Regions from separate parts of the Sus scrofa genome. Here region 2 is linked to region 1. The links are chromatin contacts, called in public HiChIP or PLAC-seq maps. All regions are on one chromosome and are shown on one strand. The core of a region is the stretch at or near the end of the contact, and the rest is flanking DNA. Distances in the headings are between cores, read along the strand shown. Region 1 overlaps HDAC4 (histone deacetylase 4). Region 2 overlaps HDAC4 (histone deacetylase 4).

The links. HiChIP or PLAC-seq counts read pairs in DNA pulled down with a chosen protein or histone mark.
Region 2: an H3K27ac HiChIP or PLAC-seq map of alveolar macrophages shows a contact between it and region 1. The contact joins two enhancer-like sites. A contact is called at or near these places in 2 of 47 Hi-C or Micro-C datasets (heart right ventricle and psoas muscle) and 1 of 2 datasets of contacts at active chromatin or transcription factors (alveolar macrophages).

What each region holds. Positions count from the first base shown.
Region 1 is chr15:138,506,918-138,511,449 of Sscrofa11.1, forward strand. The region is part of intron 3 of HDAC4 (histone deacetylase 4); the gene reads right to left. Among named protein-coding and RNA genes, the nearest start is that of HDAC4, 150 kb to the right of the region's middle. Within about 2 kb of position 2,199, at least 14 of the 83 cell types and tissues checked have an H3K27ac peak or open chromatin away from gene starts, as enhancers often do. A contact at or near this core is called in alveolar macrophages, where this site is marked.
Region 2 is chr15:138,595,983-138,600,514 of Sscrofa11.1, forward strand. The region is part of intron 2 of HDAC4 (histone deacetylase 4); the gene reads right to left. Among named protein-coding and RNA genes, the nearest start is that of HDAC4, 59 kb to the right of the region's middle. Within about 2 kb of position 1,844, at least 2 of the 83 cell types and tissues checked have an H3K27ac peak or open chromatin away from gene starts, as enhancers often do. A contact at or near this core is called in alveolar macrophages, where this site is marked.

The sequences.
Region 1 (4,532 bases), core at 949-3,448:
CGAGAAGAAAAGCAAAAATCCGACCACGGGAAAACGGAACGCCTTTCTCTTAAACACTCCGAACCCAAAATGAAGATGGAGAAAATTTACCACATCGAGGTAATGAACACGCCACACACCGAAAATGTCAAGCACCGTCCAGCTGAGCTCCAAGAGCAATGCACAGTCTCACACACGTTAGGCCATCTTTCGAAGAGGAAACGGGAGTTCCCATCGTGGCTCAGGTGGAAACGAATCTGACTGGCATCCAGGAGGACGCGGGTTCGATCCCTGGCCTCGCTCAGTGGGCTAAGGGTCCAGCGTTGCTGCGGCTCTGGTGTAGGCTGGGAGCTACAGCTCCGATGAGACCCCTAGCCTGGGAAACTCCATATGCCGTGGGTACAGCCCTAGGAAGACCGAAAAACAAAATAAATAAATAAAATGGGAAACAAAATAAAGCACTGGACCCCCCAAATTAGAAAAAGAACTCAAAAATTAAACCATATATTGTTCAAGAAAAAGAGGAGGAAGATAATAGAGATTAAACAAATTAAAGGAATTACTGACTCAGAAAACACAATCCGTAGACTCGCTAAAGCTTGCAACGTGGAAAAGTTTACGTGGGCTTTTAGGGGCAGGGCAGAAATGTGGAGACGACCGTTGAAAGAGGGTTTCAGGAGCCAGTCTGCAGCATTACAAAAACCCACACCAACCCTTTCGTTACAGAAAGCTTCAAAGACACCCCAAATCAGAGAGGGGCACCGCGAATGCCCGGGTACCCAGCTTTAACAACGACCCACATTTTGCTTCCTCGATTAACCGCCGTTGTTTCGGCAACTGCATGGAATAAAGTATTTTAACGTCAAACGGGTAAAAGACGGGTAGCAATGAGTCGTTTTTTAAAGAAACAGAGTTTTCTCACGAATACCACGAAGTAAAACATGCATATGGTTCCAGGGTCGTTGCAACGATAGCAGCCAGCAGTGCCAAGCACCCCGCAAGCAGGTTCGCCTCCAGCTGCGTCTGGGGTGGCCCGAGCGAAGGGTCTGGGACAATTCCACGCAGCAGACTCACTCTTTCCACCCAGTCAGGACGGCGCCCACGGCACGATAAGCTCGACAAGCTCCCTGCAGCCCGACTCTTCCTTGCTGGAGAGCCCATCAGCCTGGCTTGACCCTCTCCTGAGGCTGTTTTTCAAAGGTCCTCTGAACTGATGAGCCGAAGCGACTGACTTCCGAGAACCTGGAAGAGACAGAGCTCTCCTCTACAGAGGCTGCGATGGCTTTGTCTCCGGAAGAATACACCATGTCCACAAGGCAGAAAGCGCTCCTAATCTGAGGCTACAGAAAACCAGGTGGCTTAGATGCCCACGTGGCACTACAAGGGCAGCCCTCGGTCCCAGGACCCCGCCTGTCCTGGGCGGCTCTGGAGGACGCCACCCGGCCACACGGAATCCTGGTTCAGAAACATATCCACCATCGCACTGCAGTTTCCTGGCCTTCCTGAAGCCCGAGTCACTACTATTCCATGTTATTTCAATGCAATCTGGGCGAGCACAGCCTCCTGCACTCCTGTGCTGTGACGTCACGAAGAAGAAAAAGGGTTCGATCCCTCCCCCATTTCCTAAGGTCCCCCGGATGCGCTCTAGAAAATCCTTTGAAAGTTTCTAAATCCTTCCGTGTCCCCCCAAGAAGGGAAACTGTCTTTTGGAAATATTTGCAAGAGCTGTAAATAAAAACCTGGCGTGCCGTTGGGAACTTGGCTTTCGACCGCTGCACTGATGTGCTTCCGGGAAACGAGACATGGAACCAGGCCTGCCTGGTGCAAAAAACGGGGACAGGTGCTCTGAGCTCTCACAGAGAAGGGCAGCCACCAAGGACAAACGTGCCCCCCGGGAAAAGCGCAGACAGGGCGACCCCTCTGAGATGCTGCCTGAACTTTATAAACAGGTGTTCCCAGACAGGACCGCCAAGGTCGCACAATTACAGTGCAATGGCAATAAAACAGCAATGATAACAAAACCCAGTGTTTTGTCGCCGGGCACTTGTTGCAAGAGCCTTCCTTCTATCGTCATGTTTAGTCCCCACGGCCCCCTGCTGTGACCCCAGTGGTCACAGCCCTAGGACAGGACACTGGGGATGGGGAGGCCAGTGGGAGAGGTCTGGCTCTTGCCCAGGTCACTCGGGCGGCCACCGCTGACTCCTGGATTCAATCTGGCCACACCCCTGGAACACCTGCCCCCACCTCTGCCCCCGCCCACACCGTGGGCCAGGGCTCTGCTCACACCAGCATAAATCACGAGTCACTCTCCAAAAGCCATTTTGCTTGCGCTGAAGCCCGTGGGTGAAAACACTCTGTCTGAACACTGAAGACAGTCCCCGTGGTCTAGGAAGGCCACCCAGCTCCTGTGCAACTGTCCTCGGCCTCTCGCTTACCTAAGGTCACGTTTACATAACACGGGGAAGAAAGCATTTCAGAATTTCCTTCTCAGCAACCTGCAAACGTTTGGGTGCGTATTTCACCCAACAGCTGGCCTGCAGTAGGAACCAATATTACTTAAGAGCAACGGTTGAAACATTTAAAAATAGAAGCTGTTTCGTCCACTCGGAGGAAGAAGAGGAGCAGGCAGCAGAGGGCGGCCTAGGGCTGGGCTGCGTTTCTCAGGGTGACGGGCCTCCCTTGGCACAGGGCAGGGGCAGCGATGGAGGCCGCCCCTCTGGGCAGCCATGCCCCCCTCCCCCGCACCCCCCCGTGCTTTCTGGAAACCAGGGTGCTCTGGCTGGGGCTCAAAGGCCCATCAAGGACTGCAGCGTCCTTCCAGGGCGCGTGGGCCATGGTGGGGGGGAGCTGCAGAAGGCCGTCCAACGGGAGCTGGACACGTGGGACTTGAGCTTGTGTCGAGGGGAGCAAGGAGGTCCGGTTCAGACTTTAGGGTCCAGGAGGAACGCCGGGGATGCTGGTCAGTAATTCAACCACTTAAGGCACGTGGGAAAATGCCTCTGGCTCTCGAAGCCGGAGGTCCCCACCACGGAGGGCTGCAGGCTGGCGGGCCGGCAGGCTGGCCTGCTACTCGTTACTGTCCTACTGCCACTCTTCTGCCAGCAGCGGCAGGTGTGGGAGGCTGAGCGCTCCTGCTGGATGAAGGCCGGGAGCAGCCGCTTCTACGCGGCACACGCTCACCTCACGAGCACAGTGGGGGCTCCGGGTTGGGAACCCTCGGCACAGCAAGCAGGACTGGGTGGAAAACACGGCGGGTGCCCCAGCGCAGCCCGCTTCTCCTCCTCGGGCCCCGATTCCTCTCCGGGCTGGGCCTGGGGCTCCCATCCCCCCACGGTCCTCCCTGCTCCTTCTAGAGCAGGCGTTTGCTTCCACCAGGGCCCCGCCCCGGCCACGACCGGGGTCCTCACTGCCGAGCCCGCCCGCGCCCCCACCAAGCATTTCGCTCCCTGCGTTCCCAGCCGTCCGCTGCTCCCCCACTGTAACATGCGCCCCACAAACACGGGGATCTTTGATTCATAGATAATGTGCCCTGAGGGCCAAGGGTGGGGGCCAGCGCCTGGAAGCCCCCTCGGTAGGAGGAGCGAGGGGGCCGACGCCTTCCTTGGACGGCAAGGCCCTCCTGGACCACGTTTCTCAGAACCACGGAAAACCGCCCTCAAGCATGTGTCTGCCTCCATCGCTTTTATTTCTCCACAGCGTTTGTCACCTTCTGGCACCTTCTAACTCCGCACACAACGTGCTACCGCCGCCCGGCTTGATTTAACAAGCGGATTTCGGAGTCTGCACCTGGCGCGGGGCTTCAAGCCTTCTAAGTGCACAGTGAAGCCAGAACCATGGACCGCAAAGCAAGTCGCAAAATGTCTAAAGGCTTAGTTACTTCCAGCCGGAACACGCTCTGTCGGAAATCGGTAACAAAAAGACTATCTGAAAAACTTCACACCTCCAGTTGAAAAACACTTCTTAATATCCCATTTTTTCCAAGAAAAAATAATCATGGAAGAAATTTCAAATAGGCTACAAATGAGCTACTATGACCTAGAACTGGAATAGTCCACATTAGAACGGACAAAAGCACCTCCACTTGAACCCGGAGAGAACTACACAAGCTCACAGCTCACGTCGAGAGAAAGAATGTTCACCTAAGAACGTGGATAAGACACCTGCGCAAATGGACAGCGATGGAGTAGACACAGGTAGTTTTAAAAGTCCCAATAAAGGACCACAGATAAGGAGGGAAACTTAGGAGACCTCGGGAGATCACTGTAACTTAATAAATTGCTCAAAAAACCCATCCGCACAAGGCAGGCTGGCCTGACTAGCGGAGGTGCAAGAACTGCCTCAAGTCACTGGGTCGGGGACGGGGTGAGGCCTGCATTCGGAATCAGACCAAGGGCCGGAGTTTGAGGAGCGCCCTTCCGCGGATTTGAATACACACCCTGCGGGACATCAAGGAGAAGCTGCTCCTCCCGAAAGGGAGAGGCGGGCTCTTCCCACCCCCCCTCCCCCCGGAGGATGAAACCGTCGCCCACGGGAGGCAGGGGCCCAGCCTCCTC
Region 2 (4,532 bases), core at 594-3,093, 89 kb after region 1:
GACGGATGCAGAATTGATGCCTCTTAATGGACACGTTCTCTTCAAAGGCATACAAACTATTTATAAAACTGACCATGCAATGATAAGGCAAACACTCAAAGAATTTTCCAAAACTGAAATTACATACAGTAAATTCAGTTACCATAGTGAAATTAAAGTAGGTATCAATAACCAAAGCAAGAGACTGAGAAATGCACAAAAGGCTGCAGAGAGAAATAAAATAACCCATGGGTCAAAGAAGAAACCGAAAAGGAAACCGGGCATTATTCTCAACCGAATTGTAATGAAAAATGACATTAAAACTCCCATGCAATCCAGCGCAGTCACACACAGGAGAAAATGACAGATTTAAGTGCATGTGGTACGAGAGAAGAAAATCAGAAAAAAAACCAGCAACCTAAATATTTACCTTAGTTTAAAAAAAAAGCAAAATAAATCCAGGGAGTAAAAGGAAATAATAGCAAGGAGAGCAGAAATTGATTTTGAAAATCTAACAGACTCAAGAAATTGAAACACGGCTGTTTAAAAATATTGATATAATTATCCTAACACGTCCGGGGCAGGGGGAGAACAAACAACATAAAGAATGAAGAAGGTGGAGTTCCCTTCGTGGCTCAGTGGTTAACAAATCTGACGAGGAACCATGAGGGTGCGGGTGTGACCCCTGGCCTCGTTCAGTGGGTTGGGGATCCGGCGTTGCCGTGAGCTGTGGTGGAGGCCGCAGACACAGCTCAGATCCCGTGTTGCTAAGGCTCTGGCGTAGGCCGGTGGCTACAGTTCTGATTCAACCCCTAGCCTGGGAACCTCCATGTGCCATGGGAGCGGCCCCAGAAATGGCAAAAAGACAAAACAAAAAAAAAAGAATGAAGAAGGCGACATCTGTACAAATCTTACAAATAATGAGAGAGGTTTTTTTGTTTTTTCATTTTTGGCTGCCCTGCAACACATGGGGTCCTGGGCCAGGGATCAGACCTAAGCCATCGCTGTGCTCTACGCCACAGCTGTGGCAACACCAGACCCTTAACCCACTCTGCCAGGCTGGGGATCGAACCTGTGTCCAGCGCTGCAGAGACGCCGCTGATCCTGTTGCGCCACCGGGGGAACTCCTTGTGAGAGAGTATTTTAAAAACTATAAATCCACACGGTCAAAATGTTAGATGGAATAAAAATCATTCTGAGAAACGCTAAACACATGAAAACTGACACGAGAAAAATAGAAAATTTGCATAGTCCTACATCAGTTGAGGGTGTGACTTACTCATCTTCCTACAAAGAAAACTCCAAGGTAGGTCTGCAGTAAATCCTTCCAAATATTCAAGAAAGAAATAACATCCATCTGATATAAACTCAAAAAAAATCCAACAAGGACAGCAAACTCTGGCCCACAGGCCTCATCAATCTGTGGGCCAATTTTGTACAGTCTCCTAAGGAAGACTGGTTTTGACATTGTAAATTTCAGGTTTTTTTGGTCTTTCTGCCTTTTCTAGGGCCACTTCCCACAGCATATGGAGGTTCCCAGGCTAGGGGTCTAATCGGAGCTATAGCCGCTGGCCTACACCAGAGCCACAGCAAAGCAGGATCCGAGCCGCATCTGCGACTTACACCACAGCTCACGGCAACGCCAGATCCCCAACCCACTGGACAAGGCCAGGGATCGAACCCGCAACCTCATGGTTCCTAGTCGGATTCGTTAACCACTGCGCCAGGATGGGAACTCCTTACATTTGTAAATGGTTTTTTAAACAAAATAGGAAGAAGAAAAATATGCAATAGAGACCACATTTGTTCCGCAAAATCTGTAATATATACCATCTGACTCTTTCAAGAGAAACTCTGCCAATTCCAGGAATAGAAAGAGAGAAAGCTCTCCTCCCATTGGAAGAGGCCAGTATAACCTTCGCCTTCAGACCCAACAAAGGCACTTTGAGAAAAGAAAATTACAGGCCAATCTCACCCGTGAATTTAGATGAAAAAAAATAAGCCAAATACAAGTAAAATGAGCCCAGGAGTATAGAGGAAGAAGAAGACATGATAATCCAGTTGGATTCACCACGAAACGGAAGGCTGGTGAACATTCAAAAGGCATTCGAGAAAATTCATCCCACACAACAAACAAAGGGGAAAACTCATGCGATTAATTGAGGCAGAACAAAATCTAACATTAAGTTGAACCAAATCAAAGTGCCTTTTTGTAGAATGCAAAAGTCAAGTACCTGCAATATCGCTCTGCCAAACATTTTAACACCTGCTAGTGGGAAAAACGCAGCCAGCTAAGCACAGAGGAGAACCGCGCTGGTCTGAGACACCAGGACAGGAAACGTGTGGCAACTCTCATGCACGATGAACATTAAAGGCTGAAAAACTGCCTTTGCTGTTTGAACAAAGCAAGATGTTCACTGTTTTACCAGTTCTGTTTAACACTTGAATGCAGGCCCGAGACACTGCAACGAAGCAAAGCAAAGACGCAAAAGGCTCAAAAACCAGCAACAAAAAAATAAAACATCTAAGATCCACAGACACAGACAGTACACATAAAAATTCTAAAGATGCTCCAGATAAACTAGTATAATACTAAGCTGCCTAGAGGCAAAGTAGCCACACAAAAATGAGCTGTATTTCTTTTTTTTTTTTTTTAATTTTCTTTTTACAGCGGCCTTGTGGCATATGGACGTACCCCGGCTAGGGGTTCGAAATGGAGCTGCAGCAGCGACCTACACCACAGCTCACAGCAACACCAGATCCTTAACCCACTTAAGCCAGGGATGGAACCTGCATCCTTATGGACACTAACTGTCAAATTCTTCACCCATGCATCCATAGCAGGCATCCCTACAAATGAGTTGTATTTCAAACACACAAATAAAAAATAAAATCTTAATAAGCACACCTGAAAAAATACCTAAAAATAAATCTAACCAAAGAAATAAAAGACCTCTACACTGCACACCACCAAAAAATGTGACAGAAAAAATGAAAGCAGGCCCAGATAAGTAGGCATACCATCTTCATGGACTGGAAGGTTCGAACCACGTGATTTTACATGCAAATCAACACAATCCCAATGGAGATGCCCGTAGGTGTCCTGCTGAAACGGAAAAGCTGACTTTAAAATTCGGACGGAAAGGCAGCGAGCCGAGAAGATCCAAGACAGCCTTTAAAACGGCCCTCCCAAAGCTGGAGGACAGACATCAGTGGGAGCGGTGGCTCATTCCGAAGCTCCGTTGGTCAAGGCGCACAGACGACGTCCAGGGCAGACACAGACGGACGGAACGTGACTCGTGACAAGAGCAGTGGAGAAAGGGTGGAGCTTTTTGACACACACGCTTGGACCAACTGAACACCTGCACGGGAAAGGTCACCCTCAGTTATGACTCCATCCCCTGTTTTCTTAATCAATTCCAGGTAGACCACAGACCCACCTGGTAAAACAGCGAAGCTCCTAGAAATTAATACCGACCACCTTCACAGCATTCAAGCAGGCGTGAAGAAAAGGACCAGTCTCTGGACTCTGTTACAAGTAAGAACACCTGTTCATCAAAGAGCATCTTTAAGAAGGAGAAGAGGCAGCGCATCATCCGAGAGGAAACAGCAACGCAAAGAACCCGCAAAGGCCCCGTCTCTCGTCTGCGTAAACACCTCCTCCCAATCGGCAGAGAAAAGAAAGACAAGCCAATTTTTCAAAGGAGCAAAAGATTTAAACGGCACTTCCCCGAAAGAGCTATGGAGCTGCTTGATGCACAGACGCTTCGGTCATTGGGGAAACGCAAGGCGGGTGGCAGTGGCTGGAAACGCAAGGAAGGAGAGGGCCAAGCACTGGCCGGGGCCGCCAGGGCACCGCTCACATGCCCTGAGCATAAACCGGGACGGGAAACCTGGAAACCGCTCTGCCCAGACATGCACTGTCAACGGAAATGCCACCCAACAGACACCCACAAGCCGGTAAGAGCAGCAGGACAGGGAAGGCCACCCCCCTGTCCTCAACAAACTGTCATCTGTCCGTACAACGGAATATTTCCCAGTCAAGGACCTGAACAGAAACTCTGTGTCACGATGTCAGGAAGCCTCACATACACGTTGAGTGAAAGAAGCCAGACAGAGAGAGCGAATGTTCTGTGGTTGCACTGATAGAAAGTTCCAGACCAGGAAGAACGCATCCCAGGTGTCAGAAGCTAGAAAGGAGGTTACCGGGGACAGGGGAGGGGCTGCAGGGACCGAGAGGGACACACAAAGGCCACTGGGCACCGGGGTGTCCGCTCCCTGCCCTGTTTGTTCTCCTCCTGCGAGGACTCACACTCAGCACTGCCGGCAGGTGCACTCTTCGAGAAGCCTGCGTACTCAACAAGAGGTTCACTCACGGAGCGCCCGTCCTGGCACAGCAGAAACAAAGCTGACTAGGGTCCATGAGGTTGTGGGTTCGATCCCTGGCCTCAATCAGGGGGTTAAGGATCCAGCGTTGCCCTGAGCTGTGGTATACGTTGCAGATGTGGCTTGGATCCTGCGTTGCAGTGGCTGTGGTGTGGGCCGGCAGCTGC